Regions from separate parts of the Pan troglodytes genome. Here region 2 is linked to region 1. A link is a contact called in public HiChIP or PLAC-seq data. All regions are on one chromosome and are shown on one strand. Each heading gives the region's core, a stretch centred on a gene start, on an enhancer-like site or on the middle of the called end of the contact. The rest is flanking DNA. Distances are from core to core; before and after follow the strand shown.

Region 1 (3,787 bases), core at 1,047-3,546:
GCACTCTAGCCTGGGTGACAGAGCAAGATCCTGTCTCAAAAAAGAAAAGTAAAGAAAAGAAACATACACAACCAGCCAGAAAAATGTAAACAAGTTTAGCAAAATTTTTAAAATGGAGAGTTCCTTGAATAAAACCAGTCACTATCTTAGCAGGTGGAAAGTTTCATTTTCATTGACAATAGATGGACACATTATAGGACTGCTGTGCCTGTTATGTTTTGATGACCTCCAGAAAGGGGTTCTCTGTATCATGCCATCAGAAATTTCTATCTTAACAATAAACCATCCTTGTCTATCTGGTCAACTTTGCATTGAGAGTTGGTTGGATTCAACTGAATTATAAAAGTAAAATGCCTAGTAACTACCAATGCTATAAACCCCTTTGCTCATGATGGATCATTAGCAAAGTTATAAAAATCAACAATATGGCTATTTCATTTTAATCTGCAGCTGTTCAGATAAAAGGGATTTACTACAACAGCTTTTCAAAAATTTTGTAAGAAGTGTACTAATGCATTCCTGCTTATATTTCCATAAAATTTGAATAACAGTATAGTTTAAGACAGATGTCAGCTTCTCTGAACAGAATCATATGTTGTCAGCACTATGCACCTATGCACTTACATTTAAGTAGCTGTAGATGAGGTTTCCTGCCTGTTTCAACCTGTTTCATTGGTGTATCCTTTTCCTTATTTAAACCCAGCCCCTGAAATCAGTGTTTCTGCTTTCATAAACTTAAACCAAATATAATCAATAAACATGTTATAAAAACAATTGTTTCCCCCCAAGAAGTGAAGATAGGCTGATGTAAATTCACTTTATTTGGATTTCAATCCAGCTTTCTTCTTTGATTTCATATATTATAACATCAATATTCACTTTTCTGAAGGGCTCGTGGAACCAGAAGTGCACTTAACTCTTTCTGTGCTGGGGGCATTTTGATATCTCTATTACTAATACCTAGAATCTCCAATGATAAATAAATACCTCTGGGATGGACTGGGGATACACTGCAATAAATGAAGCACTTTATCCTTCACCAAAAATGGTATCTGTGTTCCTGTGAGTAGCAGGGAGGTGGAACTCTCACCTGCTGAGTCCCGTTCTAATTTCATCCAATCTGGTGAACAAGTATCCAACCAAAGGTGGTACCTGCAGGCATGCCCATTGTCACAGTAATGCAACACTGTAAGTCCTTAGCACAATGTTAAAATTGGTTGGAACTGAGTTTCAAATGTTTTCCTCTCGCTACTGAGGTCTTCTACTTCTTTCTTTTTCTCTTTGTCTCTAATATCTTTTTCTTTTTGTTTTTCTTTTTCTTCTTCTTCTTTTTTTTTTGAGTTGGAGTTTCGCTCTGTTGCCCAGGCTGGAGTGCAGTGGTACTATCTCAGCTCACTGGAGCCTCTGCCTCCCATGTTCAAGCGATTCTAGTGTCTCAGCCTCCTGAGTAGTTGAGATTACAGGCGCCTGCCACCACACCCAGCTAATTTCGTATTTTTAGTAGAGACAGGGTTTCACCATGTTGGCCAGGCTGGTCTCGAACTCCTGACCTCAAGTGATCCGCCCTCTTCGGCCTCCCAAAGTGCTGGGATTACAGATGTGAGCCGCCATACCTGGCTAATATATTTTTCTTAACTGACTAGAGCACAGAACACAAATCGTGTGTTTGCACTTACAAATTTCTATGATCATTGTTCCTAGTTTAAAAACTTCATTAGCAAAGGGGTTTATATTTCTCTTTTCAGTAAGGACACGAAATTATGTTTCAACAATGCCCAGTCTCACCTAAAAAGCAAGTTTTCATTCTCTGTTTATGGTAGCCCACGACAAACCAAAAAGATCATTTTGGATGGTATCATTGTTAATCCTGCTAAATGATTCAATTTCCTGCTGAAAGCAACAAACTAATACTTATTTAGTACCTACTATTTATTATTTGCATACTAGGGTTTATACACAACGCATCCTATGAAAGAACATTTCATTCAAAAGTCACAACATATAGTCTTCAATTATCAGCTACCTTTATTTGTAAGCCAAAATAAATGATTTAATACAGTCCTCCCAAACTGGGAGACAATGCTTTGAGAAAGGCCAAAGCTAGCCAGTAAGGCCATAAGTTCCATGAGGGCAGGATCTACCCAGCTCCTGTTTCCTGCTCAATTCCAAGCAGTTAGAACAGGGTCAGTAAACACTGCTTGCCACTTGGAAAGAGTATTATTTTATTTGGAAATGGTATCCAGGTACTCGTGAGTAGCAAAGTCAAGAGCAGGAAAGTGGAATGGGGGAGGTTGCAAATTCGGAGCGAGCAGCAGGACCGAGAGGGATCCGGAGGAGAGAGCCTTCAGACGGTGAACCCCAAGAGCTGGGATGAAGCATGGGTGAGCTACTGGGACTTCGCTGCCAGGCAGCAAGCTGGCAGGCAGGAAGTAGCCAAGATTTGGGGGAATCCTTTCCAGGGAACGAATACAGAGAAGGACGCATCTGAAAATTCAGCCGCAGCCACCTCCCTCCCATGGGAAAGCCCCGACCTCGGCGGGCCCAGAGCCACCCGGCTCCCCGGGGAGTGGAACACTGAGCGAGGCAGGTGCGGCGGGAGCATGCGCGCGGGGCGGGCAGGGGGCGGCTCCCGCGCCCCCACCCCGCGCGTGCACCCTCGCGCCCCTCCCGCCGGGCACCGCGGGGCAGCGGCGCCGCAGCCTGGGCTGGCGGAACCTCGCGCTCCGACTCGCCCCCCTCCTGTAGCTCGGTCGGCGTTGCGGGCAGGCGCCGCTCCGCTGGGGGTAAGAAGGACGCCGCCGCCCGCGTGGGATGGTCGCGAGCCCGCGTGGGTGCCCACGGCCGCCGCCGCGCGGGGTGGCCCCATCCCCGGGCAGGTAGAGGGGCCTGCACGACTCCCGCGGCGAGGGCCGGGCCGGTGGGGGCGGTGGCGGTTGGGGATAGCCCCAGTCCCGGCCCAGGCTCTTTCTCTTTCTCTTTCGCCGCCGGGGCGCGCGCCGGGCTCCCCGCGAGAGGCGCTGCCTCACTTGTCGCCTACTTTGGACGGGCGCGGCCGCCGCAGAGCCCGGCGCCTCGGTCAGCCGCGAGGGCAGGGTCGGGGTGCCAGGCGCGGCTACCTGGGCGCCCTAGAGCCAGCGCAGCCTGGGACCGGGGGAGCGGGACGGGACGGGACTCCTGAGGGCCCCCAGGCAGTCCTCCGGCCATCGAGCGCCCGGCGGTGGGCATTTGGCTTTTGTTTCCTCTGGGGCTAACGCCCCCGTCTGCCCGCGTGTCCCCCTCAGCCGACAAGTGTCGTGTGCCCGGACGGGCGAGCGCTGCATCCCCCCACCCGCTTTCTGCCCTTGTCTTCCTCTGCGAGTTCTGCCCAGCCTCGGGAGCGGGAGCCCAGGGAGTGCGCGCATGGCGGGCGGGCGCCTGGCCAGCCTGGGACGGCGGCTCTCAGGCTCCTGCCACCGCCTGGAACTGCGGGGGGCGCGCCGGCCACAGTCGCCCTCGCCTGCTCTCCGGGCCTTCTTGGGCCCGCTTGGTCCCAGGTGGACGCGAGTCGAGCTGGGCACACCTGGGCCAGCGCCGCACTTACCTGCGGGATTGGTGAGAGCGTTTTCGCGAGGTCGCAAATTCCGGGTGGGTATTGTCCCCTGCTTTTGATCTCCCTTAGTCACTGGTTAAAGTGCGAAGTGTGCTTTATCTTACATATGCCTTTAGAGGGACATTCTTTTTTTTTTTTTTTTTTTTTTTTTTTTTGAGACGGAGTCTCGCTCTGTCGGCGGGATCTCGGCTCACTGCA
Region 2 (3,950 bases), core at 167-2,666, 530 kb after region 1:
CCCAGCAAACAGAGCACAGGAACTGCCGCCCATAGACTCTGGCAGCTAGCTGTGCAATGAAATGAGACTGTAGGCCCAATCTTTGTAAAAAATACCAGATTATTATTGGGATTCAGGAGATCTGGAAGTTCAGAGCCAAAAAGGCTTTAGAAAACGACAACTAGATCTTATTATTTCTCCTTTGCAGTGATTTCTCTGAAAGGAAACAACCCAATGTGGGATTTAAAACTTTCCCTTCATTATGGTTTGTTTTCTAATAGCCTGAATCTGAGCATGAATAGGTAGGGGGAAGGCGGTGGGTTCCGGACACCCTGATCATCATTCAGATTCGTTATTTGCTTGAAAAGGGTGACAGAGGCCACCTTTCCAACAGGTGAATGCAGGGTTGCCTTTTAGAAAACACTTCTGCTTCGTTCCCTCCTGTCCCCCACCGTCTCTATCCCCATCTCTTAGATCACTGTTCACATTTATATCATTGAACTTGTAAATTGGTTGTCTTTATTGTTCTTTTTGAAAAGTGTCTGCTCTAGATTTAAGCACAAGTGAATGCTGTGTATGTGGGGAACAATCTTGTAACAGGAGCTGCGGGCAGCAGAGCCCTCCTGTGTGGGTTTTGTGGACCCCTAAGCAGCAAAACTCAGAATATATAACACCCACCACCACCAAAATATTTGTCTGGATCCAAAATTTCAGACAGCAATTGCTTCATCTGCTCTTCTGTTCCTTTCTTCCTGAATCCTGGCTGCCTCATTTCAATAGATAAATGAAATCTTTCTCACTTTCTCAATACTCTTTGGGGAAATTCCACTTTGAAATTCTCTTTTCCCTGTCATTTTTACTTTACAGTTGAGAAGACAGGGATGAACTAGGAAACAGGATCTCTCTCTCTCTCTCTCTCTCTCTCTCTCTCTCTCTCTCTCGCCTTCTCTCTTTTTTAAATGACGTAGGGAGTTTGGACATCCTCCCTACCCCCACCTCCCCTCTTTGATTCTAACCCTGATTCCTGATTCCTGGAGAATTATAGTTTTCCTTTTAATGCTTGCTGATTACCGCACCGGGGAGGAGCAGGAGGGGCTGCCCAAGGAAGAGCCCCGGAGCCCATTCTGATCTCCGAGGAGCCCCAGCTGCCGGGTCCCGGTCAGGCTGGTCACAAAGCCCGGCGGGGCTGAAGCGCGAGCACATCTGACAGAGGCTTCCAAGCGTCCCGCGGTGCGCCCGTCTCGGCGGGGGCGGCTCCACTCCGCCCGGGCCCGAGTTCGCTGGGGGACAACTTACTGTGCTCGCCGAGCGTCCACACTGCAAACTCCCAAGCGGGAGGGGGAAAAGAGCCCAGGCTGTGCCGTGCCGAGGAGTAGAGGCAACAAAAGACCGAGGCACGAGGGGAGGGAGGCAGGCACGGAGGGACCGCGGACTCTGGCCCCTAGCTCCCCGAGAGCGCCCCTCGGATGCTGCTGGGGAGACCCTCCGGGCCTCTCTTTGGGGCCTCTGGGGCCCGCGGCTCAGACAGGTAGTTGGAAGAAAGAAGAACAAAGCTGCCCGCGGAGGCAGGCGGCGGTCTCGGGGCGCCCCGGGGCGGGGAGAGCCGAGGCCGAGGAGGCACCCCGCGCCCCCTGCCCCGCGGCCCGAGCGCCCCGTGCCGGCTACCTCCGCCGCCTCCCCTCACGCCTCCTCCTCCCCGAGAAATCGGCGCTTCCGAAGGGACGGGCGGCGGGCGGCGGCCGGCGGGCGGCGGAGGACGCCGGGCAGCGGGGAAGGCCGGCGGCGTGGGGGGGCGCCGGAGGAGGGGGTGGGGCGGGGGGCGAGGGGGTGGGGCGGGGGGCGGGGGCGGGGGCGCCCCCCGACTCCGCCGAGCCGGGCGGGCCCCGACCGCCACCCTGCCGCAATTTCCCTGTGTCATGGCTCCGGTCTCTTAGCAACAGCCGCCAGTCCGGCCGCCCCGAGCCGCCGCCGCGGGCTCAACTCCACCCGGCGGAGCCCGGCGCGCCGCAGCCACACAAAAGAGGCGCGAGGGCCGGCGGCGCGGCCGCAGGGGCCCGCCCGGGAGCGCCGCGCTAGGGGACGCCGGGAGCTGGAGGATGAGCGGCGGAGAGGAGGGCTCCGAGGCGGGATGCGGGATGCGGAGGACCTGACACTTCTTGGAAACTCTTGGAAATGGCTCCCGCCACAGCGCCGGCGGGGACTGCGAGCCTGGGGCGGGCGCTCGCCCCCGCGGGGCTGCTGAGCCGCGCTCGGATGCAGGGCCCCGGGGCGCTGTCCCTGCGCTCCGCCGTCGGCTCGGGCTGAAAAAGTTTCTCCATGGTTCCTTTGTGTCACCCGAGCGCCCGTTCGCCGGCCCCGACCTCCCTCGGTCTCCCTGGGTAAGTGAGCGATCTTGTGTGCGGAGAGTGCTGCCATTTTGAGCAATTCTGCCAGTCCCCAGCCCTTGGGGGCCCCTCCCCGCCCCTCGGGTCCCCGAGCCCCCGCGCCCCGGGCTGGTGTTCGGTGAGAGGCTTTTTCCTGGGCTGGCTACACGGGATGCGCTGCCCAGAAAAAGCTAGTTCAGGATTGCCCTCACTTGGCTCCTGCCTGTCTTCTTTCCAGAGGCGGACTCCCAGCTGCTGCACTCATGTGACTCCAGCTAACATCAATAAGCAGACCAAAGCCAGGGGCCAGGAGGTCGCCGCCCTGCCAGTGAGGGGCCGGGGTCGAGGACCTGGGTTGGGTACCGGGCACAGCACAGCGCTCCCAGCCTGTGGGATCCGAGCCTCCGAGCCTCAGAGTGGGGCTTAATCCATCATGAGCGGAGAACTTGAATGTCTCTCTTGGAAGCAGTTGTATTTTTAGACATCCCTCCTTTGCTTCCCCCATCCTCCATTCTTTAACCACGGTAAGACCAGCTCCAGGCAGTAAATTGCGAGGGCAGCCAAGCTGGACTGCTAAGTTTGTTTTCTTTCATTAGGTATAAAGGAAAACCTCAAAGGTGGGTCTCCCGTGGCATCTGACCTTTGTCTGTATTTCGTGTCAGATGATGATACATTAAAAGGGAGTACAGCCTTCAACAGAGCTGAAGGAATAATAAACGAGGGATTTAATTACTAGCTATTAAACTCATTTTAAAGATGTGCGGTAAAGGACTGTTGAAATCCATTCCAACCTTCCTTACATTCTACCGGAGCCAAAGCTGCCTTGCTGACGAGAAATCGAAGTGGGTTTCCTCCTCCCCCAAGGCATCCAGCCTCCCGGTGCACCTGATCAATGCCCAACAAAACATGTAGCCTTTCTGCGGTGGGAGAGCCACCCTGCCAACTGAGTCTGAGTTCGCTTCTAAAAAATGTCTGGTCCTTAAAGCCTTCTTAAGATAACCACGGATCTCCAGATTATTTAAGATGCTGGACTCCAAGGATCACTTAAAACAACAGTCTCTATGTTACAGCCACATAATAAATGTGCTTACTTATTTGGGATTAGAGATAGACAGTAAGCTCTTTTTTTTGTTTGTTTCAATCTGTACTTACTGGTGCAGCTTAAAGGTTTATAGATGTATTCTCTATACTGACCCCTCTCTTATCTACCTGGTGCTTCTCTTTACTGAAACCCAGCCAAGTCCCAAAGAGATATTGATTTGCAAATATTGCAAAGAGCTGATTACCATTTACATTCCCACTGATGGAGAAAAGATCCTGCCTATATTGATATAATGGAGGAACTCAAGGGCCAAAGCCTTTCACCCAATCACCAATTAAAAGCAAAATTCTACCTACCACACATTTTCAAGGGGGAATTTATTCTAAAACATGAATTATCTGATAAAGGATAGAAGAGCAAAAGGCTTGGGCGTGATATCTAAGTCTTTCAGTTCATACAATGTCCTTGATTTTAGCATCTCATAGGAGGGAAAACAACTAATGGGACAGAAAATGTTCTACTCTGGAGATACAGCAAGACTGTAATTTTTAGAGGCTGCCGAATAA

Evidence for each region. HiChIP or PLAC-seq counts read pairs in DNA pulled down with a chosen protein or histone mark.
Region 2: a contact with region 1 is called in an H3K4me3 HiChIP or PLAC-seq map of stem cell-derived excitatory neurons, with 3 times the contacts expected there. The contact joins the promoter of TMEM200C here to the promoter of L3MBTL4 in region 1. A contact is called at or near these places in 1 of 7 Hi-C or Micro-C datasets (stem cell-derived neural progenitor cells) and 1 of 1 datasets of contacts at active chromatin or transcription factors (stem cell-derived excitatory neurons).

What each region holds. Positions count from the first base shown.
Region 1 is chr17:24,476,614-24,480,400 of NHGRI_mPanTro3-v2.0_pri, forward strand. L3MBTL4 (L3MBTL histone methyl-lysine binding protein 4) reads left to right here and starts at 2,297. Exons shown (of 19, transcript XM_063795947.1): 1 at 2,297-2,381.
Region 2 is chr17:25,006,804-25,010,753 of NHGRI_mPanTro3-v2.0_pri, forward strand. It overlaps TMEM200C (transmembrane protein 200C), which reads left to right and starts at 1,417. Exons shown (of 3, transcript XM_054672323.2): 1 at 1,417-1,507; 2 at 1,914-2,357. It overlaps LOC112206267 (a long non-coding RNA gene), which reads right to left and starts at 1,364. Exons shown (of 4, transcript XR_002940497.3): 1 at 1,276-1,364.